Linked DNA regions of Mus musculus: region 2 is linked to region 1. A link is a contact called in public promoter capture Hi-C data. All regions are on one chromosome and are shown on one strand. Each heading gives the region's core, a stretch centred on a gene start, on an enhancer-like site or on the middle of the called end of the contact. The rest is flanking DNA. Distances are from core to core; before and after follow the strand shown. Region 1 holds the start of Rad54b (RAD54 homolog B (S. cerevisiae)). Region 2 has its middle 66 kb from the start of Pdp1.

Evidence for each region. Promoter capture Hi-C pulls out the DNA fragments that hold promoters and counts their contacts.
Region 2: a promoter capture Hi-C map of the HPC-7 cell line shows a contact between it and region 1, with 2.6 times the contacts expected there. The contact joins the enhancer-like site here to the promoter of Rad54b in region 1. A contact is called at or near these places in 6 of 39 promoter capture datasets (the HPC-7 cell line, cranial neural crest, hippocampal neurons and 2 more).

The regions. Positions count from the first base shown.
Region 1 is chr4:11,557,420-11,560,375 of GRCm38.p6, reverse strand. It overlaps Rad54b (RAD54 homolog B (S. cerevisiae)), which reads right to left and starts at 1,456. Exons shown (of 15, transcript NM_001039556.3): 1 at 1,363-1,456. It overlaps LOC115489931 (predicted GPI-anchored protein 58), which reads left to right and starts at 557. Exons shown (of 3, transcript XM_030253962.1): 1 at 557-572; 2 at 1,084-1,533. The coding sequence starts at 557. It overlaps Gm35693 (a long non-coding RNA gene), which reads left to right and starts at 1,550. Exons shown (of 3, transcript XR_390401.4): 1 at 1,550-1,701; 2 at 2,345-2,462; 3 at 2,723-2,924.
Region 2 is chr4:11,898,762-11,901,717 of GRCm38.p6, reverse strand. No RefSeq gene overlaps it. Among named protein-coding and RNA genes, the nearest start is that of Pdp1, 66 kb to the left of the region's middle. Within about 2 kb of position 1,532, at least 96 of the 459 cell types and tissues checked have an H3K27ac peak or open chromatin away from gene starts, as enhancers often do. A contact at or near this core is called in the HPC-7 cell line and hippocampal neurons, where this site is marked.

The DNA.
Region 1 (2,956 bases), core at 207-2,706:
CTGGTGCTTTGTTGATCTAATTTGTTGATGCATTTAAAAGTAAACTACAGGGGCTGGAGAGATGGCTCAGCGGGTAAGAGCACTGACTACTCTTCCAGAGGTCCTGAGTTCAATTCCCAGCAACCACATGGTGGCTCACAACCATCTGTCATGGGATCTGATGCCCTCTTCTGGTGTGTCTGAAGACAGCTACAGTGTACATAAAATAAATCTTTTTTTTAAAAAGGTGAACTACAGAAATTAGTTTATTTCCCAAAACATATTAGCATCTTTACTAGTTTGTTTTGTTTTCTAGGACAAGGGCTCTCTATAGATCCTAGACTGGCTCTGAACTTGAGATCTTCCATCTCCGACCGGCTCTAGCTGGTTTGTAAACTAGTTTTGCTGAGACCTTTTTTACAGGCCCTAGATGTAAAGCCACTTGGCAGCTCTATTGAAATGCTGCGATTTCTGAGGCTTGTAACACGCTACGGCTGAGATTAGGTCTCCCAAGGAAAACGGCCAGCCCAGGCTGATATCTGGAGCACATCATGTTTGCCTTAATAACTGTGCACCAATGACCTTCCCAGCAGGTGATTCTGCAGTTAGCTTAAATCCGTGTCTCCTCTTGTGTCTTATTCACTCTTAATCACACTCAAGCATACGACTATGCAACGGTGAGATTAATTTAAGAATTCAGAACAAAGCTTGACACACAGTACTCAAATACTTTCTGTAATATTATTACTTATAATTACTGTTGCCTGTTTAATCCACAAAATCCTATGAAATCAGAAACAACAAAGGTCCCAGGAGAGGAAAGACAAGAGGGATTATAGAATCATAGCCAGAATCTCTGCCTTCCTCTGGACTACATGGGGAAGAGGGTGTGGCAACTTCTAGGATGCAAGAAAATAAATAAAACTCCAACAGCTAGCAACAGGCCTTGCTATTTCTGCTTTTTGGCTTCCAGCCACGTTGGGTAATAAGATTTCCATTTCATACTGTAAATTCCCCTTAGACTTTGGGACTCCAATCTACCTACCTACAAAATCCTCCATAATTAATGTAAATGGTGTGTTTTTGTTTGTTTGTTGAAACCAGGAGCGGAGAGAGGGCGAGAGAGAACTAGTGGGTGGGTAATTCGCCTAGGGGAGGTGCTAGATGGTTCCACAAGCTCTTGGCTGACACCTGATGTTCTCTGGCCCCAGGCGGCCTCGGGGGCCGTGGCCTCCGAGATCGCTCGGCCCGCAGGACCCGCCCCCCTGCCCCCTGCCCAGCCAGCGAGGGCGCTCCCGCCGCCTCGCCCAGCTCCCCGGGACCCGCGCCATCCTGCACCAGGCCCCGCACGCGCCTCCCCGGGCCTCCGCTGCAGAGACCTACCCCGCAGGCTGACCGAAATCGCGAGCGCCCCGCAGCAGGTACCAACGCCTGCCGCCGACCAGCTCGAGCTTCCCGCCTTCCTACAGCCAACCACGGGCCGGGCGCCGAGCATGCGCACCACGGCGTGCAGTGCTGGTCCCGCCCCCGACTCTGATTGGACAACCGTTGCAGGTACCTTTGCACTTCCTTTTACGTGGGTCTAGGTTTGGTTCCGGTTGACTGCTAGATCTAAAACGAACCGATTTGGTTTCAGTCTTCAGGTCCTAGCTGAGGCGATAAGCCTCACAACTTAAATCAATAAATTAGGATTCGGATCATAGAAGTGTGTGCACCACTGAGGTACACGAAATCCTGTTACTCAAGTGACACTGAGCTACAGTAGTTGCAGCCCCTGTTTTACAAGCCCTTTTAAGGTCTAGGAGTATAAAAACAGATGCGTGATTATTGGACTCTCGTGAAAAGGAGAAGAGCTCCTTTAAACTTAAAAAAAAAAAGACACTATCTTAAAGTATTGTAGACAAGGTCTTGATAGACAAAGTCTTGCTGATCCTTCTGCTCTAAGAATTCTGGAGATAGATCCTTTGAAAAGAGAGAGTGGTTAAAGGTCATTCACTAGATTTTATACACGTTTGACAATTAAAATGCATCCTGTTCTGGTGTCTCTGGACACTGCACACATGAAGTACACCAACTTAAGTGCCTGCAAAACACCCATAGACATAAAACTTAAGTAGACCCTTCCTCCGAAAACAAGGTTTTTTAGAAACCTTTGACCAGTCTAACTTCAGAAGCCACCAGTGTTGTATATGACCGTTGTAAGATATTTAGTGATTTTTTTCTCTTAAGATGCACACACTCACACACACTCACTCACACAATTAGCGATGCAGTTTCTATTAAAGCCTTGCTTAAATCTACATTAACATCTCTTAACTCAAATTTGGCTTCCCACTGACTTCTGAAATTATTTTCTTTGGCAAAGTTAAGAAGCACAGCCTCATCTGAGCAGAGGTCTCTGGTGAGACCCCTCCGGCCGCTGCAGGTGGAAAGCTGTTGTTTGCTGCTACTATGGTGCCTCTCTTTCCACGGGGTGAAGTCAGGTATGCTGGCACACACTTATAATCCCAACACTCAGGAGGTTAAGGCAGAAGGATCACCATAAGAGAGCAGCCTGGGCTACATAGCAAGACTGTCTCAAAAAGCAAACAGGCAGACACATAAATAAGTAAATAGTCTTGTTAAAATGACATAGACACAAAAATTCTACGCATTAATGGGCACCATGAGACGCTTTTACTTGTGTATGTATTGTAATCAAGGTAAACACACCTACCGCTTTAAATTCTTATTTTTTTTTTAGGGTGAAAACTTTGGAAACCCTTCCTTCTGGCTTTTTGAGATATACTGTACAACTCTCTCTGCAGTCACCCTGCTATGCAACCTCGTGCTAAAATTCTTCTAGCTTTCTGAGTGTGAACTAAAGTTTCTTCTTCATAGTTAGCATTTCACTTCATCTGAAAAGCTACAGGTACAAAGATTAAATATGGACATTTTTCTATGGCTTATTTGTATCTCATGTGCACTGCTGCTTTGC
Region 2 (2,956 bases), core at 283-2,782, 340 kb before region 1:
GTGACCCTATAATAATGCAGTGTTGGATAAAGATATTGATTGGTACCGTGCTGATATGGTACAGATTTCAAAGGGTTTGAATACATTCATATCATCAGTCTCTTTGTATATAGTTGTGATGGCATATATTAAAACTATAGGTTCATATAACGACCACCATAAGTATCATACAGAGTTGGCCCACCACTACAAAAGAACTCCTCCATGCTGCCCCTCACTGCCTCTTCATGCAGCTGTAATTGCCCTCCCTTCTCTTCTCTCCTAGTAACTACTTATCTCCCATCTTTCTCTAACTGGCTGCAGCTTTGAGAGATGAACATTAAAAACAAAACAAAACAAAACAACAATGCACAGCACCTGTGGCCCTCGGAGACTGATCCTTTCCCTTAGCACTGTGATTTAAAGCTCAGTCTGAGCCACGTGCATCTCAGCTTACCTGATTTCATCTCTAAGTAGTGTTGCTTGTATAACTAGAGGTTGTTTTGTCCTCCCATTGATGGACAGCTGTGATATGTCTGGGATTTGTGAGGTTGCACAGAGCCGCACAAACAGCGAGGCGACATTTCTGTATGGAAAAGGTGATCGTCATTGTGTCTTTTAATTTTCTAGACCCACAGCTGATTTATAGGATGGCTGTACCATTTTACACTGTCACCTGCATTATCCTAGAGATCTAGTGTCTCTGCATCCTTGTCAGCATTTAGCGTTGTCAGAGGATTTTATTTTGCATGTTAACCATTCTCTCAGGCATCTGATTGTTTCTCACATGGGTTTGAGCTGTATTTCTCTAAGAACCAGAGATACTGGTTCTCCTCAAGTGTTCCTTTGATATCTTTCTACTATTTCCTAACCAGGCTGTTTTCTTGCTGTTGGATTTAGGAAACTCTTTATATATTTTGGATACAAGTGGCCTGTGAGATATGTGGTATGCAGGTATTTTTTTCGGCTAGAGACTTTCAGCTTGTGCTTAGTTTTGATTTCTAAAAGTTCTACTACATTCCATTCCCAAACTCAGCCCTATCAATTCTTCAGAAACTCTCCCACTCTCCCCCTTAAGTCCCACTTAAAAGCCTTTCTTAAAAAATTAATTCACCTTTATTAATTATAGCATTTAAAGCTCTGAATATGCCCTCTGTGCCTGTTGTTGATTCTCCTTCCTTTGATGACTCCCTCCTGTGCTTTGTTATTTTCCAGTATCAATCTGCCTTTGTTGGAGTGTAATCTTAGAAACCCTGCAGAGCCTACCTGGGGAGGTGGCAATGGCATTCTGCAAGGGAAGTGTTGCATTTGCTCAGCTGGCAGCCGCAAACACCACATCTTGTGCTTTGACACCTACGGAAAATTTGCAGGATGCCACAGTCAAGAATTTATACACCAGAGGGTGTTGGGAATATCTTTAACGTGCCTCTGAAGATGAAGTTTTTTGTTCATTTGTTTTGAATTCTGCACTGCATCCTCTGCCTGAAACGTTGCGTTTCAGTTCTGATTTCCTGCCTCCAGGGCCTGACTTATCTGCTGTTTCCAGGCAGGCAGGGCTCTGCAGGCGGGGCTCTGCAGGCGGGGCTCTGCAGGCACGCCCCTTCCTGTGGCATCTCCAGCTCATTTCAGTCTCACTGGTTTTTATTTCTCCCGTTATTGTTACCGCCTGTGGGTTTTCTGAGCTCATCTCTTTGTCTAAAAAAAAAGTATGTCATTAAAAAGAATAACTGTATAAATACCTGTCTTAGTTTATCTAGCACTCCTCATATTTAGTACCAGAGGAGTTTTTAAATTATCTAGATGACTAGTTTGCCTAATAACTATTTGTAACAAAAGCTTACAAAACCACATACTAATTCCTATAGTTAGGCAGGGCCTGTTAATATGATGAATATGCAAGGCCTTGCTTGGCTAATATTATGACAGCTTGATGCAGGCTAAAATCATTTGAGAGAAAAGAACTTCAGTTGAGGAAATCCTTCCGTAAGTTTAGGCTATAGGCAAGCCTATAAGATAATTTCTTAGTGATGGATTTAAGTAGGGCCACCCTTGGCTGGTGGTCCCGGGTTCTGTAAGAAAGTAGGCTGAGCAAGCATGATGAACAAGCTAGTAAGCAGCAGCCCTCCATGGCCTCTGCATCAGTTCCTGCCTCCAGGATCCTGCCCTGTTTGAGTTCCTGTTCTGACTTCCTTTGATGATGGGCTACCACAAGGAAATATAAGCTAAATAAACCATCTTCTCCCCAGCTTTCTTTAAGTCATTGTGTTTAATCACAGCAATAGTTACCAGGATAATGGGGTATTGCTGGGACAGACCTGATCCTGTTTTTATTGAGAGGATTGTAGAAGGACTTCAGAAGTTTGGCCTAGAAAGTCATTGAGCGTTGATGGCTCAGTGGGCTATTCTATGGAAGCTTGAAGATAAGAATGTTTAGAGCAGTACAGATGATGGAGGTCTGGCTTGTGAACTTTCAGAGAGAAGTAAAATGCTTCATTTATTTTTGATCTTATAGAATCTCACAGTTGAAAGATTTTGAACTTTTAAAGAGATTTTTTTTTTGAATTTTTAAGAGACGTTACATTTTAAAAGAGATAATATTTTAAAGAGGCTGATTTTTTTTTCAGTGTTTAAATTGTTAAAGAATTTTAAGATTTGGGATTTTTATAGTGGGATGATAATATTAATGTGTGATCTTGGGAATGAACTGGAAAGAGTGATGTATTTGTGTGTGGAGCCAACCAAGAGTCAATTGTGTTGGTTAGTTTTATGTCACCTTGACACAGATAGAGTCTTCTGAGAGAAGGGAACCTCAGGTGAGGAAAGCTTCCATAGATGTGTCTTAAGGCAAGCCTGTAGGGCAGTTTCCATAGATATGGCTTAAGGCAAAGCCTGTAGGGCAGTTTCTTAATTAGTGACTGATGCCTGTGATGACTATTTTTGGTTGTCGACTTGACTACGTTTGGAACTAAAAGGCAAA